Regions from separate parts of the Ovis aries genome. Here region 1 is linked to region 2. Evidence: chromatin contacts called from public Hi-C data. All regions are on one chromosome and are shown on one strand. The core of a region is the stretch at or near the end of the contact, and the rest is flanking DNA. Distances in the headings are between cores, read along the strand shown.

Evidence for each region. A called contact is a pair of places that touch in the nucleus more often than the background predicts.
Region 1: a contact with region 2 is called in a Hi-C map of hypothalamus, with 2.5 times the contacts expected there. The contact joins the promoter of SLC38A10 here to the enhancer-like site in region 2. A contact is called at or near these places in 2 of 16 Hi-C or Micro-C datasets (hypothalamus and omental adipose tissue).

Annotation. Positions count from the first base shown.
Region 1 is chr11:50,930,394-50,935,119 of ARS-UI_Ramb_v3.0, forward strand. It overlaps SLC38A10 (solute carrier family 38 member 10), which reads left to right and starts at 2,995. Exons shown (of 17, transcript XM_060394961.1): 1 at 2,995-3,415. The coding sequence starts at 3,317.
Region 2 is chr11:50,892,720-50,897,726 of ARS-UI_Ramb_v3.0, forward strand. It overlaps LOC132657355 (a long non-coding RNA gene), which reads right to left. Exons shown (of 2, transcript XR_009595374.1): 2 at 1,496-5,007. Among named protein-coding and RNA genes, the nearest start is that of BAHCC1, 37 kb to the left of the region's middle. Within about 2 kb of position 1,867, at least 49 of the 54 cell types and tissues checked have an H3K27ac peak or open chromatin away from gene starts, as enhancers often do. A contact at or near this core is called in hypothalamus, where this site is marked.

The DNA.
Region 1 (4,726 bases), core at 1,745-4,244, 39 kb after region 2:
AAAAAGTTGGACACAACTGAGGTGACTTAGCATGCACACATGCACCTGGGAAGCCCTGAAAAAGCAGAAGATTGCTAAAAAAAACAATGATGCTCTCCTGGAGGAAAGGGATTGCACCTGTGACCTCACAGAGACTTGCAGAGCAGGGTTATCAGCCCCATTTTGCAACTGAAAACACTGAGAATTGATCCAGCGTTCTGGTAGCCAGGTCACAGCCAGTACCACAGCTCTGGCTCTGCCCACAGCTGCCTCCCGGGCCCAGGCCACCTTCTCCAGGAGCCCTTCTCTAAAGCAGCCACAACTGTCAGGGAGATTTAACCCAGGCTGGGTCCCTGAATGTCTTTGGTGAGGGTTGAGGTGGGGGAGAGGGAGGGAGGGGGAAGGGGTGGTAGAGGGGTTCCCCCTTGGGAAAGCAGGCACCGGTGTGGGAGAAGCAGGATCTGTCACCTTAATACAGGTGTGCCAGGTGGGGTCAACATCCCCCTCTGTCTGAAGTCTCGAGTCGCCAGCATCCAGAGGTGGGACCCTAGTCCAGCCCCCTCCGCCTCCTTCCCCAGATGGTGACCATGGCTGTCACCTCCAGCAACCAAATGGAAAGTTGCTGACTCTTCAGTGATGGATGCCCCAATAATTGGCGCTCAGAGAGGTTCTCGAACATGCCCAGGGTCACACAGCCTTTGTGCCTCAGAAGGCTCCCATGGGACAGAGGCATCACATCAGCTCTGCTGATTGAACTCACATGTGGGTAGCGAGAATGGAAGGGGTGCAGGTTCAGAAATGGCCATGACCCTGACTCTCTCTGCTTTACACATAAGTCCTAAAACCTTTAGGTGGTGCAAGGTGAGGTGAGTGTCTGTGCCAGTGGGAATTGCTGGTGGGGGGGGGGGGCCACTCAGAACCAGAGTGGGGTGGAGAGGGAGTCTGGGATGGCGGTGGGGCAGCCCAGGGGAGGGTATGGGAGCCTAAGTGAGGTGGAGAGCATCAACTCAGGCATTACAAGAATCGAAGGGGAGAATATCAGGATGAAGACTGTGGCCCTGGACCGCCAGCAATGTTTGGAGATGCTGCTGTGAACGTGTGGCTTTCAGTATGTTCATGAACCTAGGAAGAAATCTAGATGTGAGTGTGGTACATACACGTGTCTTCTAGTTCTGCCCATTGAGGAACAGTGGCCAGGACCAGGGCCCAGATCTTGGTCTCAATGACTAGTCTCCACTGAAAAGACTCCTTGGAGTTCTTGGAGAAAGGATTGATTCTTGAAAAGTACACGATGAGCTTGGAACAGCTTATCATGCAAGAAAGCAAGGAAGTACTCAGAGAATGACAGGGACCCAGCACAGGACAAAGGGGCCAGCTGAAGGGGCTCTCACTGTCCAAGTCTAGGAAATTGGCGCATCAAAGTAACTCATGATAATAATGGATGACAACCCACTGAATACAACAGGAAACCAGGAATCCACAGTGCTGTCGATATATTAATAGGTTGCAAGTTTGACAAGGACCAGGACATTTAGTTTCAAAGTACCTCCCCACAAATCACTCATTATTTACTAAGGAGAAAGACAAACTATCTAATCAAGCAATCAGAGAGAATATAGCCAGGAATGGGACAAATCAAAATCATAGGGCATCTGATAGGATTCAGTGGAAACACAGCAGCACATCCACAACATTTGTGCCAAAGAAATGTAACTTGAATTTCACCATGAGTGTGGCAGAATACTGGCTCCCCACAAAGATGTGCACCCCCTTAATCCAGGGAACCTGTGAATATGTTACCTTACATGCCAAAAGGGATTTTGCAGCTGTGATTAAGGTTACAGACCTTGAGATGGGGAGATTATCCTGGATTATCCGGATGGACTCAATCTAATCACATGAATACTTAAAATTGGAAAACTTTTCCTGGCTGGCTCAGATATGTGAAGTGAGAGCGAGTTGACCCCTTCTCCGCTGTTGCTGACTTTGAAGTTGGAGGAAGGGGGCCATGAGCCAGGGAAAGTGGCCTCTAGAAACTGAGAGGAGGCCTCAGTTTTCAGTTTGCAAGACAATGGGGGCCTTGGTCCTACCACCCAAACAAATTGAATTCTGCCAGCTACCAAATAAGCAGGAAATGGAATCTCCCCGAGAACTTCCATAAAGGGGGTGACCTTCCCACATCTTGATTTCAGCCCAGTGAGATGCATTCTGGACTTTTAACCCACAGAACCATAAAGAACAGGTTTGTGTTGGTTGAGCTGCTAAATTTGTGGTGATTTGTTACTCTAGCTATGAAAAACGAATACAACGAGGAGGCATCAGAAAAACCCCAATTAAGGGACACAGGGTCAGTTATCAAGCACATTGAAAGAATGCAAAATTCATGAGATCAAATAGCTAATTAGAAAAATGGGCAAAAATGAATAAGCGTTTTGAGAAGAAATATGAATGGACAATAGAAATAGGAGTAGATGATTTACCTCATTTGTAACTGGGGGAACAAATTAAAAACCACAGTGAGGAACTTCCCTGGTGGTCCAGAGGCTAAGACTCTTCACTCCCAATGCAGGGGACTTGGGCTCTATCCCTGGTCAGGGAGCTAGATCCCATACACCAAAACTAAGAGTTAGCATGACACAACTGAAGATTCTGCATCTAAGATCCCATGCAGCCAAATAAATAAATATGAAAGATTAAAAAATAAAAACCACAGTGTGATTCCATTGTATTCACCAGATTAGCCCAACTGATGATACCGTATGTATGTGACAATGTAGAACTGTGGCGAGTTCCTTGTGCTCCAGGTCCTGAAAGAAAGGGCTCAGGATACCAGGTCCTCAGGAGGATGATTATTAGCTGGGTGCTGGAACAGGTGCTCAGACACCGGGCCCTGCCCACAGGTCCCGTCCCACAGACCCAGCCCACCTCTCATTGGTTTGCTTCCCACCAAACCCCGCCCCACTAGGTCCGCCTCTCTCCGTCAGAGCCCTGCTTGAGCACCGCCTATTCGTCGTCACTTCCGGGCAGAGGAGCCCGCGGAAGGAGGAAGTGTGTGTCAGGGTGGCTGCGAAGCCGGGCTGAGGTGTTCCTGGCTGGCACCCCGCAATTCTTCCGGGTCTATGCGTGGGGACACGGAGGTGGCCGGCGAGAACCAGCCGGGGAGGAAGACATGAGGCGGCCGTGGGGTCTGGCGGGGTCTGGAGGTTGACTGCCCCTGCCGGCTTCCCAAGAGGCTGCCTCCTCCAGGCAGCCAGCCACCCGTCTCCCTCAGGGTCTCACGCCCCACCGTCGTCCCGGCGCCTTGAACTGGGGCTCCCGGGCCTCTAGACCCCGCGCTATGACTGCGGCCGCCGCCTCCAACTGGGGGCTGATCACGAACATAGTGAACAGCATAGTAGGGGTCAGTGTCCTCACCATGCCCTTCTGCTTCAAACAGGTGAGTCCAGCAGGCAGTGGTCACCCCCCTCGCCGCCCCGGGCTCACCCCCTCACGGGAACTAGGACTTGGGGAGGCGGCCCTGCGGCTCGCCTGCCCCGTGGCTGCAAGAGAAATTGAGGGAATTCCCTCGACGAAAAGCTTCAGTCGCTCAGTCCTGTCCTACTCTTTGTGACCCCATGGACTGCAGCACACCAGGCTTCCCCGCCCATCACCAACTCCTGGAGCTTGCTCAAACTCATGTCCATCGAGTAGGTGATGCCATCCAACGGTCTTATCCTCTTTTCTCAAGGAAAAGGTTAAGAACAGTTAATAACTTAAGATCAAAGTTCAAATGTAGCAAAGTAATATGATCTTTTAAAAATGGAAAGTGACCACAGGATTCAGTGTTATTTTTCTTTATTATTATTTCTAAAAACTCTGACCTAACTGCACTTGTGTTCAGAAGCACATCAGTCAAACCCCCAGGCCTTGGAACTAGTTTGGGGTGTTGGTTACAAGGTGATGACTCCATTCTCCAGATTGTGTGCTTAAAATTTGTGCATTTCACCATATGCAAATGTTACCTTGATTGAAAAAATCCAAAATATTAAAAAATTGGTGTCATCCCAGCATTAAATACTGCATGAAAGAAACTCACCATTTTTGAGGTGTGGGTTCATTTGGCTTCTGTTTAATTCACAAATAAACATTCATTTGGTATGGTAGAAAAAGGAGGTGATAGAATTATCAAATTGGGTAACTTCTTTGCTAAAAATGAACTTCTTAGCTTACTGTGTGCCATGCTGGAGATACTGTTACCTCTGCTGCTTGGGGCAGGAGCTGTCTACTGGCTAGGCTGCTTGAGGGTGGAGGAGGAGAGGGACATCAGGGAAGGACAGGTGGCCAACAAGGCCTCAAAGACCAGTCTTACATGACGAGACCAAATAGGTGGGAAAATGAAAATAAGATGATATTTTGGAACTGAAAATCGGCGTCAGCGTTTAATTTTAGAGTAATGCTGCATTTTTCACATTTAGCATCTTTTGGATAAAAATAGCAAAAAGAAAATGCATGTAGTGTTCCCATGTGAGTGGTTGATCTGACTTGGTTGGTGAGCATGTTGGTGGGAGGATGGAGACTGCAGGGCTGTGGAGAAGGCCACGCTGGCGGCTTCAAGAAGCAACATCTGTGTCTTGGCTTGTGAATCCCAGCGTGGGCCAACCACCTCTGGGTATTGGAAGTACTACGTGTCCCAGCGTGCATTGCGACTTGCCTGGCACAGAACTGCATCCTGGGATGTGTAGTTGGCTGGTCCTGAGTCTGTAAATGC
Region 2 (5,007 bases), core at 617-3,116:
GCGCACGACTGAGCAACTAATACTTACTTGGAGACCAAGAAAAGTTTAGAAACCACCCTTCCTGAGGCCTGGGACCACCGGTTGTATTTCCTTCTCCTGTCTTTCTGGTGCTTTCAAAGAATGTGCAGGACTGCACTGGGCTCAACTTCTCTAAAAGCAAGCCAACCTGCTTTTTATGAAAAGATGGGAACTAGTAATTTGGGATTACCTTCCTCCTTTCTGGGGCGGCAGCAGGGAAGTAATTAAAGGGTGAGAACTATGCTCATCCCCATAGGGCTCAGGTGAGGGCAGAGGCAGAGGCCCTGGCTGTGACCCCTCCTCCACCCGTAAACTGGGAAGAACCCCACCTGCGGGCAGAGTGCAAAGAGCAGCAGATCTGCAGCCCCAGCCGTGGAGGGTCCATATCTCAGAGTCCCGGGGCGGCGTCTTTCCTCCCTTCAGTATGACCCAGCCCGGGACGACAGGGGCCACCCCTCATTTGCGGTGACCCTGAGACAGACGCCAGGCAAGAAGTGAGGCCAGGACTGGCTCCTGGGCCCCAACCCTATCCCAGGGGACAGTTCCTGGTGGCGAGGCCCCTGAGTAGCGCCCCACTCCGGAGCCCCGGGACGCTCTCAGGGCATCCTCTTTCCCTTCCAGAGTGCTGCATTTCAAGTCCCCGGAGAGATATGGGGGCGGACCCCGGGGCAGAAAGCGACGGGCGGTTCTTAGGCAAATCCCCTGGGCCCCCTGCTCCGGAGCTGCCACGCGGTGTCACCCCCACCCCCTCTGCACTCCAGGGCATTTTTCCGGAGGGCGGATTCGGAGGTACAAAGCGCGGGGTCTTGGGCGGCGAGTCAGCCGTTTTCGAAGCTCCGCTTGGGCCCCGGCGCAGGCCTGCCCGACTCGGAGTCCGCGGCGCCTTCCTCCTCGACCCGCCCGGCCAGCCCATTGGCTCAGACGCGCACCGCCCGCGTCTCCGCGAGATCCCATTGGCCGGCGGCCGCGGCTTAGACAAAGGGAGCGGCGGCGGCGGGCGGCGATTGGGCCGGGAGCGGATGGGGAAGGCGTGGAGGAGGCCAGAGGGGAGGGGAGAAAGAGAGCTGGGGCCGGAACCGGGGGAACACCCGCGCAGGCGGGGGCGGGGGCGGGGACGGAGGCGGGGGCGGGGGCGGGGGCGCGGACTGAGCAGGGGAAGGCGGGGCGGGAGGACAGCGAGTGGGGGAGGGGTGGAAGAGCGAGGATGGGGGGGTAAGAAGCGAGGGGCGGGGGCACGGAACCGCGCTGGAAGGGGAGGACAGGGGGGCTCGAGGTCGGGGGCGGGGAGCGGGGAGAGGCGAGGGGTTTAAGGCGAGGAGGGAGAGTGCGGGGGTGTTCGAGGGGGAGGACTCCAATGCCGGGTGGAGGCGGGGGCGGGGCCCCTCCGCGGGGGCGGGGCCGAGCGCTCCTGGAGGGCGGCGGCCGCAGGGCGCGGGGCGGCGGGAACCCGCCCGCCCCTCCGCCCAGCACCCCTCCCGCCCCGGGGCTCCTGCGCCGACCGCGGCCGCCGCTGCCTCCTTGTCTTCCCCGAGGGTTCCGCGTCCGTCTCCGCTAGCTCAGCCGCGAACGTGGGAAAGCGGGAACCTGGGTCGAGAAGGACGCGCCCGGACCCAGGTCTGGACGTGCAACCGGAGCCGCAGCCTAGCGGCGGGACGCGCTGCCCCTTGGCCTCGTAGCCCCTCTCCGGAACTGTCGGGCCTCAGGGTTCCTCTGCGCGTCCGCTCGCAGGGAGGAGATGCGGGCCCTGGCGCTGGAAGACGTGTCCGGCGCGCGGACGGGAAGCTCGTCGCGCTTCCTGGAGAGTTGGCTCGGCGGGGTGCGTCGCCTGGGAGGGAGGGATGGGCCGTGTGGCGACCGGCCGGGCGGGGAGTGGCTTCTGGCGGCCCCCTCGCCAGCGGCGGGCCCGCGAGGCCGCCCTCTGAGCGCCGCCAGGTACGTGCGTTTTCCTTTTTTCCCGCGCGCCTAGAGCGCACTCCGGGTAGGAAAAAAATAAAAACCCGGCTGGTGTGTAAGAGCCTTTCGCTGCACACGTGTCTTTCTGCAGGGCTCGGGGAGGGCCGCTGAAGTCGGGGTACACACTGGCCTAGTCTGTGCCTGTGGGCTCGGTCAGAGGACTGTTCCCTACTCCACCTTGGGGCTCGGAGCAAATGTCTCTTTGCAAAAGCCTGTCCCGTTTACTCTAGGTTGCGTTTAATTTGCCGAGGAGACCACGCGCCCTTCCTCGGCTCCGGGGCTGGGGCCATGGGGCTTTGTGCAGTCTCTCCCACCCGTACCCCCTGGAACCCAAGGAATTTTCAAGCGGGGCCGCTCAGTTCTGAGAGACGATCGCTGGAAACTCGGGATGGGGAAACCCAACCTTGGTCCCTCGCTAGGCGGACAGGTCCCCTTGTCCAGTAGTTACCCACACGAGTCCCAGACTTGCCTGTTAGGGGAGGCCCTTGGGTTTTGCTTTTTGGTGGTTTGGGGAGGCCCTTTAGCTGGCCTGGGGCGGACTCCTTCCCCTCCCCCATGCCCACTTCAAACAAAAGAAGTCTTAGGAGAATCGTTTCCTGGGGAGAACTCTTCCGAATGTGAATGTCTAGTTTCCCCCGCCCCAGTTCTTAGGATGGGACAGCCTTTACACAAAGGGGAATGGTGGAGACAGTTGAAGGAAAGGGCGCGCTTTTATTTAGGGAGACTTTGAGAGAGAGAATGCACATTTCACTTTCTTCCCATTTTCTTACCTGATTAATGGAGTTTTAGGTGATGTTTGGATATGGGATATTTTTGTTTGGAGACTGTTTCAGGAAAAGCAGAGGGCTAGATCGATGAGAAATTGGCAATTTGGTCTCCACCCGGTGGGGAAAAATACCCCATAGAGTGAAACGTATTGCTTGCCTTTAAGGGAAGACTGAAAATTAGGGATTTGATGGTTAAAAGGGAGGGGTTAATTTTGTGTCATTTTCTACGGTGCCCGCTCCCCCCCCCCCACCCCCACCCCGCCATAAGTCGGAACAAAGGGCCCAGGTGAAAGGATTCAAATCGGGCCCGAAGTAAAAACCTCCCAGTTCCCGCGCACCAGCGAATATTCCCATCGGAGTTTGGGTTGGAAAGAAAAGGAATCAACTCCCCAGAGTCCTCATGTGTACCAATACCCAGTTCGCGAGCCTCCACCGCTCTGGGGAAGCCTGATTACCGGGCTCCGGAGCGAGGGACCCGGTGGGCGGGAAAGGCCTCTCCTGGGGATAAAACGCAGTTTCAGCTTCCACCTTCCCCGGAAGAACCGAGAGGTTCGCGGTGTCCCGGCGGCGCCCGTCCCCGCTCGCCCGGCGTGGCGCTCCCGACATAGACCCGCGTCCACCAAAACCCGGAACCTCACTTCTCTCGAAATACTTAAAACTCAACAAGCCATAAAAGGCTCCCGATTCGAGTGGAAAAGGCAACGAAGATTTATGGTCCCCTGGATTCCTTACACTCTAATTATGCCTGTTTTTAGTTGACTTATGGGTGGTGACCACTAAAATCATTTTCCATTTGGATTTTTTTATTTTAACATGAAAAATGCGAGCTTCACTTTTTCTTACCGGCTTGGGCAGGCATTTTTCCGTTAGGGAAGAAAAATCCTGCCTCCTGCCTTCTCTGTGTCCTCTGGCTGGGTATACTGGACCTGGAACCCCTCCATAGCCCCCTTAATTGCAGTTTAGGGGAAAGTATTTTTTTTCTTTCTGTGATCGTTAACAGGTATTCTTCCCCTGAAGCACTTCCCCGTGGTGCACTAGTTCCCTGCGGATTGCTTGGGGTTCAGAATCCTACTCCCACTAACTCTGGCCCAGTGACTGGGGGTGAGCCTAGCCAGAGAGCAAGTCCCTCCATGGTCCCAGCTCCAGTAGTCACCCTCATCTGCCTGCCTGGGGCATTGAGGGGGCCCCCCCCCCACGGTCCTGAGGGATCCCGAACCGACCCCATGCCACTGTCTGGTGGCCCCATCCCCCATCTTCTTCCCTTTGTTCGCCACTCCGGACTCTGAGTTGAAAGTGGCAGGAAAAAAATAATTAGATGGAAATCAAAGATTAGACGGGGCACGCTGGCTGGCGGCCTCAGTGAGGCCTGGCCGACACTCTGGTGGAGCCTCATAAATCTTCACGGGCCTGACAAAAGCTGTGTCCTCTGGTTCCCTGGGAATTTGGGAACTTACCGATTTCCTTCTCACAGAGCCCTCAGGGGCCTTAATTTCTGCCTGGCTCAGAGTTCTCAGAAATGGATGAAGGTGTGGTAGGGGAAAGGGGTGGTCTGGCCAGCGAGTGACCAGGGCCCAAGACCCCCATCCGAGGAAGGGCAGCAAATACCCTCACCCATTTTGCTAACTAAATATTACAAGGGTGCTGTATTCCTCTACCTGAACTGCCTTAGGAGGGGTGTGGTGGGGAGGACAAAAAAGGGCATGTGTTGGGGGGGCGGTAACCCCTCACTAGCGGCTTCTTTGTCTGGCCCGTCCACTGCTGAGACAAGTGGCATCCTGGCCTGTGCACTAGGCACCAAAGTCGGGAGAGCCAGCCTGGCTTCTGAGGACCCCCTCCCTGGCTCAGGTGTGCCTGCTGTGGGTGGGGACCACTGATGCAGGTTCAGCTGAGCCTGGAGATCTCTGCACCCTTCTCCAGAGGTCCTAGCATCTGAGGTCTTGGGGCCCACGTGCGATCCACCCGGGAGCTGTGCCCCTGACCAGCCTGGGTGGGAGAGAACGTGAAAGAAGCCCGTTTAGATCGTTTTAAAAACTCGAATTAATTGGGAAAATAGTAACCGAGCTTTCCAATGCCGGGAAGTGGTTGGCGGGGGTCCTTTTTTTTTTTTTTTTTTAAGTATACCGCCTTGTGGCAGTTTTTGACCTTTTCATAGGGTTATAAGAAATGTTGCAACGTTTAATTTCTATTGCCATGAGATATGGAGAGGGTAGCCCAACATTCTGAAGTAATTTGATAAGGCTTCGAGTAGCTAATCCGAAAGGAGAGCTGG